3 separate regions of the Zea mays genome follow, and all the other regions are linked to region 1. Evidence: chromatin contacts called from public Hi-C data. All regions are on one chromosome and are shown on one strand. The core of a region is the stretch at or near the end of the contact, and the rest is flanking DNA. Distances in the headings are between cores, read along the strand shown. Region 1 has its middle 15 kb from the start of LOC100278091. Region 2 has its middle 37 kb from the start of LOC103645941. Region 3 holds the start of LOC100277416.

Region 1 (2,985 bases), core at 148-2,647:
GTGGAGGGGTGCCAGGGATGGCTGGAGCTAGCAGCTATGGCTAGCTGCACCGGCAACGGCATTTATTTGCAGCGGAGTCCGCCGGATCGCGGCCCGAATTATTATTGCGCGCGCGCACCTACACGATCTACATCTCCCATATCAGCATGATATCGTCGTCTTGCTTGCATTGGATGGGTCGTCTCGTCCGCCGGCGGTCCAGTCCACGCCGTGGCCTGTGTGCGTGTGATGCATGGCTCGGCCTCGGCTCGTACTACGTACGTCTTCTTGTACGCTTGCGTCGCGTGTGGGTCCGCCAGTGAGCTGTCTATCTATCTAGTATCTCCGTTCTCCATGCACGCACACGTACGCCCGCACGCGGAGATCAGAGAGGCAGAGCTAGCGACCACCTCTGACGACGTCGTCTCAAAGAAGCCTGGACAGCGGCAGCAGGCAACGAGAGTGAGCGAGAGACCGCCCTGACGGGCTGGTGTTTCGTCTGGAACTGGGATAGGGAGGAGAAAGAGAAGGAGAAGGAGAAGAAGAAAGAACCGACGGTCGCGCGGAGCAGCAAAACCGGTCGCTCTCGCGCGCGCTGCAGCGGGCTCGATCGCGTAGTATAGTCGTCGGCGCGCGCCCGCCTACTCCCCCGATACGACGCGAGCATTTAAGCGCGCGCTCTCCGTCCGAGTCGCGCGACGACGACGCGATCGATCGAGCCTGCTTCCAGCTTCCTGCTTCTCCTTCCCGACCTCATTGATGAGGGTGATGTGCGGGGGACGGCGACGGGAGTTAATGACGAGAGCAGAGGGCGCATGCAGAAAGAAGAAGCTCTCAACGCGAGCCATGGCAATAAATGGGCGCCGGTGACCGTCCGTCGGGCGCGCGAACCATGCACGTCGCTGTCGGGTTTAGGTGCCAACGCCCGCCACTCGTGGCTTCGGTCTGCCGGCCGTCTCCTCAATCCTCCACACAGGCACAGCGAGTGGCCGCTGTACGGAGCACGTGAATAACAACAAAACAAAACAAACAGGTTTGGGGTGGATTGGATGGGACAAGCAGGACGATCAGCAGATAGTATAGCCTGAAATCCACGCCGGCGGGCGTGGAGCCCATGCACATGCACCGCGCCGGAATCGGTCGTTTGCCCTGCCGTGCGGCCGGGGCGGATGCCTCGAGGCATCAGCAGGGGCCGGCAACATTTCACATCATGCAGCAATGCAGCTGCAGCTGCAGCCTGCAGGTATTCTTTTCTTCGAGTTGGAGGGACAGTACCGAGAAGCGGCACGTGAAGAAAGGGCAAGCGCACAGCAATCACGCGTTGCGTGTGCTTGTTGGACTGCCATCCACTTACTGATGGGCCTCGTCAAGTATGGGGATGGACAATACTTGGGCTGGGCCGAAGGCAATCCCACAATAGTCTACAGCACCACCTCTCGCTCCCAAAAAAAAAACAGAGAGTAAACATTGGCGTGGGTATGGCCCATGTGGTCTCTGCCTCCACTTCTGATCATGCTGTGGTCTTCTGGTTTTGCATATATGGTGCTAACACCGTCTGTTCACTAAATTTCATACTTAAAAAAATATTTTATGTATTTTACAGTATACTCTAAAAGATTTGTTTCTCTATAACTTTACCGTCTCCCGCAGCATCCTCTAAAATTTAGCCTCTATATATCATTCTCCTTATTACACCAACTTAGTTAACAGAATAAAATATTTTACTAAACGCCTCCAAACATTCCCTACCGTAATTTTTTTTCTTTCTTAACCTGGGCACTTTCTCTATTCATTGCGGGGTCACCTCCTAGTAGCAGCATGCATCTGCTAGTTCAGCTCATGTGTATAGGCGTCATACAGGCGTTTCCACTGAGGATAGACGTCCTGCCCTTCTCTGTTAGCTCCGCAGCTATTTTGGCGTCAACGGCAACCGAAGACTGTTTGTAATAAGGCTAAAGAGAACAGGAGTAATCTTTAATTTTTTTCATGGGCTTATAATTAGCATCACCATCTGTTATAAAATTGTAGGCTGTTTTAGGTTTCCTAGGTACCCGTAGCTTCTGCTTTTTTCGTCGAGATAACGACTTGTGAGCGATACCCGGTGCCTTTTTTTTTTCGTCGGTAGATAAGAACACTGGGCGTGGCAAGACGAGTGTCGTGTGAATCGGGTTTCCTCCTCTCTCTCTCTCTCTCTCTCTCTCTCTCTCTCTCTCTCTCTCTCTCTCTCTCTCTCTCTCTCTCCATCCAAGCGGAAGGCGGTATAGATAAAACGATCTGTTTTCGATTGGAATTTTGTGACTGGGACGAACTTGCCCCCTGAAAATGACGCGTTCGGATCAGGCTCGAAGAGTCCCGAGGGGACGTGTCAAATCAGAGGGAGCCCGTGAAGTCAAACACTCGAGCCTTATTTGGGAATATAAGATCTATTCCTGATGGAGCCATGCACCACCAGTTCAGGTACTGTACACACTAAACCAGCTAGTTCGCTTATTAGGTGATCGTGACTGATCCAAACAAGGATAGGCAACGATATATAGAATCCTCCAAACACATGTTTCATTTACGCAGTCAGCCGAAAGATGTTACCATGTCTAATCGGGGTACTGAAATACATGTTTACGAAAATGCATGGTCATCTATATATGCATACTCTTCCACGTCACATCTAAAATATTAATTGAAAATGCTACAGTCATTTAGATATTTATAATAGACTTATTTGATGTTGGAGTCAGCGTTAAGAGCGGCCTCGGTCTTGGCCATGTATCTTGTTTCCATGCCACCCAGGTGGTGGAATCGACCCCGTTCAGATCAGGCTCTGGCTCTCACATTCTTTAAACAGGATTTCTCGTGACTGAAAATCTGTCTGTATCCGAAGCATTTGGATGGGACATGTCAGCAGGTGTTGTAGTAGCTAGTACGTACCACTCGCTAGCTAGCTAGTCGGCACGTAAAACATTTTGGGGTTGACCCCAGTTGGGCAAGCCAAACCCCAAACACTTGTAC
Region 2 (2,700 bases), core at 88-2,587, 320 kb after region 1:
GGTTAGAAGAGACTTCCTTATCGGTGTTGAGGCAGATGGTAGAGGTGAATGTATACGAGGAGCCTGTAAGACGAATGCATGGTTGGGTGGGTAGGATGTCGGCATCGGTACGATAAAGCTAACCGAATTACTAGTATTTATCTGCACTTAATTTGGTGCTCTTAGTTTTATACTTGTTATTTAAAATCTAGTCCTCCGTGTGCTGTGTAATATGCTGTCAAAGAGATAGTTAGCCCGAAATTTTGCATGACAAAGAAGTGTCCCATGCTCGAAGTTTTTGAACATGTTTAGGCCCCGTTCGTTTCTCTAGGATTGGACCCGGATTTATTCCAACCTATCAAAACTTATATAAATTAGAGAAACAATCCGGTTAGGAACTATTTCAGGTCTTCAATCCGTGAAAAACGAACAGGCCCTTAGGGATGGGGGGAGTCGATCAAGTACGACTTTCGTGTGACAGTTAACGCGAGACGGGCGCATGTTGTTTGCGTTGCGCGCTGACGTAGGGCTTCGTTTCCGTGTTGAAATTTCTGGCAAACGGGCGTCCAGTTTCTCCTTTCTCTAAGCTGATCAAAGAAAAAAACGATTAATCAACGGCAGGTGACGACGTTGGGATTGAAGTCAAGTTGGCACACTTGGGCAGTACGGCCGAAAGGAAAGAAATGCAGGTATCCACGTGTTATACCTCATGCATGTAACCACTCTGACCGTTTTTATCATTTTCGCCTAGCTAGCACCTACTATACTGGTACGATTAGAAAAAAAACTAAGCGGATGTTTAAATGCACTAGAGCTAATAGTTAGTTAGCTAAAAATTTGATGGTAGAATTAGCTGGCTAACAAATAGATAACTACTAGCTAATTTATTAAAAATAGTTGATAGCTGAAATATTAGATAGAGTGTTTGAACGTCTCTAACTAATTTTAGCCACTAACTATTAACTCTAGTGCATTTAAACACCCCATAAACTACCACCATTTGCTTATAGTATAGTGGAAGTTGTCAAGTCACAAAACGCCCTATATAATGGAGATTGGAGGTCGACGTTGTACAATAACAAAAGTGCGGGAGTCTAAACTATTGTTCCACTGGATTCATTGGACCTGTGTCTTGTCAGCTCAGATAAGGTCCCCTTCAACTTGGGTTCTTTAAAAACCTAAATCGAGCTGTTCAATGACGAGCCCCAACGTGAAACCACACCACCCACCATCATCATGACTAGTTAATTCCATAATCACCACCTAACGAGCTTGATCAGTGCCCTGGCTTTCTCTCCAGCGTGCCAGAGTATCTGCTGCCTTTTGGTGGCGCCAATTTCATATAGGCCAAGTGGCAGTGGCTACCGCTGTGCGGGCCCTACTCGCTGCGTCATTGCACGATTCCATATAAATGTAGCTGCTGTCATGTGAGTGTGACACGTTTGTCCATTTCTTCTGTTCGGTTCGACAACTCGATTTCGATCCCCCACTTGTTTCAGAGATATCTGAAGGGAGCAGAAGCAGGAGCAGCAGAGCGAGCAGGCAGAGAAGGGACGATCGAGCAAGCAAGCTCCGGGCAGGGAGAGATGAGGAAGCCCAGGCTGAGTGTCGGCGGCGGCGGCGGCCTCCTCCATGGCTTTCCCTCCCCCGTGCTGCTGTTCTTGCTGCTGCTGCTGCTGAGTTCTTGGAGGGTGGCTGCCCAGGCGCAGCAGGCGCCTCAGACTGATCCGGTGGAAGGTACGTATGTAATAGGGTATGCAATTATGCATGTACCCCACTCGATCGACAGAGCTGTGCTCTGTAAGCTATAGCGATGGTTGTTCGTGTGCCGATGAGAGAGAGGCTTGCCTTGGCTCTGTGGACAGCGGCGGCGGTGAACGCGATCCTGAGCAAGCTGAGGCTGAGCGCGCCGCCGTCGTGGAACATCAGCGGGAACCCCTGCAGCGGCGCCGCGACGGACGACACGTCCATCGACGACAACCCTGCGTTCAACCCGGCCATCAAGTGCGACTGTTCCGACCAAAACAACACGCTCTGCCATGTCACTAGACTGTGAGTCCAGAGCTGCCGCCGCCGCCGCCGCGCTCCCTTTCTCTATCTCTCTCTCCATGACAGATTCACCAATTTTTTTTCCCATCCGATGCCGGTGGCGGTGCAGGAAGATAAACACACTGGACGCAGTTGGCCCCATACCTGAGGAGCTGCGGAACCTCACTCACCTCGTTAAACTGTATGTGCTGCCTGCCTAAAGCTCGTCTCTAAGGCCTGCACTCTTTTTTTTTCTTCAAACTATGTACTATGTATAGTCCCTTCGCCAACTGCTTGCTGTCCCTTTTTTTTGGCATGAGATTATTTCAGAACAAATACTAAGCTTTTTTGGCATGAGATTTCTGCGGTACAGAGGGCTTGTTTTCTCGGGGTAGCTGTCGGCTGTGGACTCTTGTTGGGCCAAGCCCATTAGCAAGTTGCAAATTTTCTCCGGTCTCTGCTGTTTCCGCTCCGCACCAATCCACCTCGAAATGGCCGAGGGATCGCCGGCCGCCGCTGGGCGCATACCATTGCTCTTCGACGGCGCAGACGGCCGTGTCTCACTTGCCCGTCGGAGAAACGAGGAGTGCTCCGCTCGTATTCCGATTTCAAGCTCGGTAGCTTTTCCCCGCAATTCCTAGCTCATTCTTAACCTAGGATAGTAGTTCAAGTCACCGTTGTGTCTGTACCGTA
Region 3 (2,840 bases), core at 261-2,760, 370 kb after region 1:
GCTAAATTTGAATTGTGACGCCATCTGACAAATAATTTGAATTAATAAATGATTACTTTTGTTTGACAATTTATTTGAATTTAGATTTTAAGCAAAACTTCCACTGAAAACGAGGATCTTGGAAATAATTAAAATTTGGATACCAAATTTTCAAAAAAATAAGTTCGGAATTAGGACGACAAAGAAATAAAAAACCCCTCTAATACTTCCTCTAGTACTTTGTAATTTCAAAAGACAACTTATATTTGAATTGTGGGGTTCTCCAACAAGGAAATCCCCTTCAAAAATTGGCGTATGCTGCTATTTGCGGCGCACACACGGTATTCTTTAGTAAAAGGCGAAAGAATAGTTCGCTCTGTGTGCACCGCGCAGCTGCGTGGCTTCTCTTGGCTGCCCAGGTCCTCCTTATATGCTATTCCCACGTTCTGCAACAGACCTAAAGCAGCGAGGTGGTACTAAAACTGCTGGTGCCCGTGAACTAGATTGCCGCACGCGCTCTGCTCTATGTGCGCCCGCGGCTGCCGCGAACTGGGCCTGGCCCGTTACTCCGTGAGGGCGCGCTTGCAACGGTTGGTGCTAGGCCATCTCAGCAGAGATGGATAGACACCTCCGTGAGACTACTGTGAGAGGTTTTTTTTTTTTGCTCTTTCTCTACCTTGGCACAATGGCACGTTATAGACACTTGGGGACTGAATAAATTGGTGAGCAGGAGTTTTATGCTCAACCAGTCCGAATAGATACCTAGTCATCACATATTCTCTGTACCAACCGTACGTCAATATGTATGTTACTTCAGGGACGAACCTAGTACAAAATATGACTTAGGATGTGCTTCTAAGGATGAACTCTAAAATACCATAGCAGTGGCATCTAAATTAGGCTGAGTAGGGAACCTCATGTTAAAATTTAGACTCTAGTACTTGACACAAAAAATGTGCGGCACTCGGCTCTACTTGGGTCCGCCCTGCATTAGTTGGAGGATAAATAAGATTTTCTTAGTACACAAGTTTATAGTTTCTGTTCAAGTGTCGCCTACAAAAGGTAGAAGAGGATATCTAGCTATAATAAGTGTTTTATAAATATCCGTTCTCGAATATTTATCGTCGGCTACTTTATTTTTTTACTAAAATGTGATAAATGAAAAAGAACAGGTAATGCTCTAATTGTGTTTTTTCCGTATATTAGCATTGCTTCGAGCACATACCTTTCTAAACGAGAAAAATGCTAGCCATTCTAGATCATATGGGAGGAATAGAGTGTAGCTCCTACCAACTCACCAATAATAATACGGATGTAAGAAACAAAAGAATGTACAAAGAAAATCCAAATGAATAAAAGGAGAAACAATGAGTGGAAAATGATATGGAGCACCCAACAGTATACGCATACGCCAGGCACCACATGTCCATCCGCGACTCCGCGTCGGTATCCGTCAAGAAATTTTCAACAAAAAAAAAACTTAATTTTCCACTCCTATTCTTCCCCGACGCCGGGGACCAGCGCCAGCGCCACCAAGAAGTGACCCACCCAGGTAGCCAGGTAGGTAACCGCCCGTGCCCCGTCGCCGGCGATGGCGAGGTACGAGGCGTCGGCGGCCGCGCCGGGCGTAGACTTTCACCTTCCCGACGAGATCCTGGCCGTGATCCCCACCGACCCGTACGAGCAACTGGACGTGGCGCGCAAGATCACCTCCATGGCCATCACCTCCCGCGTCTCCCGCCTCGAGGCCGACTCTGGGCGCCTCCGCCGTGACCTAGCCGACCGCGACCACGCCGAGGCCGAGCTCCGTGCCCGCCTCGCCGACTCCGACGCGCGCCTGGCCGCCGCTCTCGACGAGAACGTAAGCTCCCCGCCCTTCCCTTTGCCCCGTAGAATTATGATTTGTGATTGGCTTCTTTGACTACGATCCTTTGTCGCGCAGGCGAAGCTAGCGAAGGAAAGGGACTCGCTCGCCGCGACGACCAAAAAGCTGACCAGGAATTTGGCGAAGGTATGGCCTTTACTAGCTTCCTAGGCCCATCTCAATTCTGGTTACAGGTTTTGGCTTCAGCATTGATTGTTATGTGAAGCCTGCAAATTTTGGGTAGAGGTGTGTTTCGAGTGTACAGTTAGTGGAATTGTTGGGGACTTTCACCAGACTCTGTTCTTTTAATGTTGTTTGCTTGTGTATATCAGAGATGTGCTTTTCAGTGGCCATGATTTTGGACATTTGGTAAAGATGGGACAAACAAGCATTTGATTATTATGAATTTGGATGGTCCGTATGTCTAGCATTGTTTGTAGGTAGTGTGCAAAGAGCCAGTTTTATTGTAGTGTAGTCGGCATCGCAGTGGAGAGTACGTCTTATGTTTTATCATTACTGACTTACTGTGATGAAAGAGAGACAGCCTTTGATTTGTTCTTGATGATTTGAAGTAGTAGATTTATTTTTATTTTTATTTTACTCTGGCAGATGGTTCAACTTTGGCTGGGTACAAAATTGTGATACTGCAGGGGGTTTATATCTTTCAGTCTTAATTACGGATTTTGTGTAGTTGGAAAATAGATAATTTTACTACAGATATTGAGGTTGCGTGACAGATTAATGTGATTCTAGAGAAGCCCGCTGGCCGCTGGTAGTAAATAATTTTGAATACGGTGTTATTGGTATCAGATTGTCAGGCCAGGTTTATGGAAACTGATTCAATAGAGAAATAGCATAAAAACAGGACAGGTTCAGTTACTACTTTACTGTCAGTCACGTTGCAGTTTCAGGCATAGTGTTGCAGGAACTATAATAATTGGATGTTTTTTTTTATGGAATTGACTGAAATTTTCGAACGGAACATTACTTGTCTGTG

What was found. A called contact is a pair of places that touch in the nucleus more often than the background predicts.
Region 2: a contact with region 1 is called in a Hi-C map of leaf, with 2.2 times the contacts expected there. The contact joins two enhancer-like sites. A contact is called at or near these places in 5 of 25 Hi-C or Micro-C datasets (ear, endosperm, leaf and 2 more).
Region 3: a Hi-C map of ear shows a contact between it and region 1, with 2.2 times the contacts expected there. The contact joins the promoter of LOC100277416 here to the enhancer-like site in region 1. A contact is called at or near these places in 2 of 25 Hi-C or Micro-C datasets (bundle sheath and ear).

The regions. Positions count from the first base shown.
Region 1 is chr2:10,048,529-10,051,513 of Zm-B73-REFERENCE-NAM-5.0, forward strand. No RefSeq gene overlaps it. Among protein-coding and RNA genes, the nearest start is that of LOC100278091, 15 kb to the left of the region's middle. Within about 2 kb of position 1,398, at least 20 of the 20 cell types and tissues checked have an H3K27ac peak or open chromatin away from gene starts, as enhancers often do. A contact at or near this core is called in bundle sheath, ear, leaf and 1 more, where this site is marked.
Region 2 is chr2:10,372,349-10,375,048 of Zm-B73-REFERENCE-NAM-5.0, forward strand. It overlaps the pseudogene LOC103645940. Among protein-coding and RNA genes, the nearest start is that of LOC103645941, 37 kb to the right of the region's middle. Within about 2 kb of position 1,338, at least 19 of the 20 cell types and tissues checked have an H3K27ac peak or open chromatin away from gene starts, as enhancers often do. A contact at or near this core is called in ear, leaf and tassel, where this site is marked.
Region 3 is chr2:10,414,148-10,416,987 of Zm-B73-REFERENCE-NAM-5.0, forward strand. LOC100277416 reads left to right here and starts at 1,511. Exons shown (of 10, transcript NM_001150981.2): 1 at 1,511-1,840; 2 at 1,922-1,990. The coding sequence starts at 1,571. LOC111590992 (U5 spliceosomal RNA) reads right to left here and starts at 374; the gene lies at 257-374.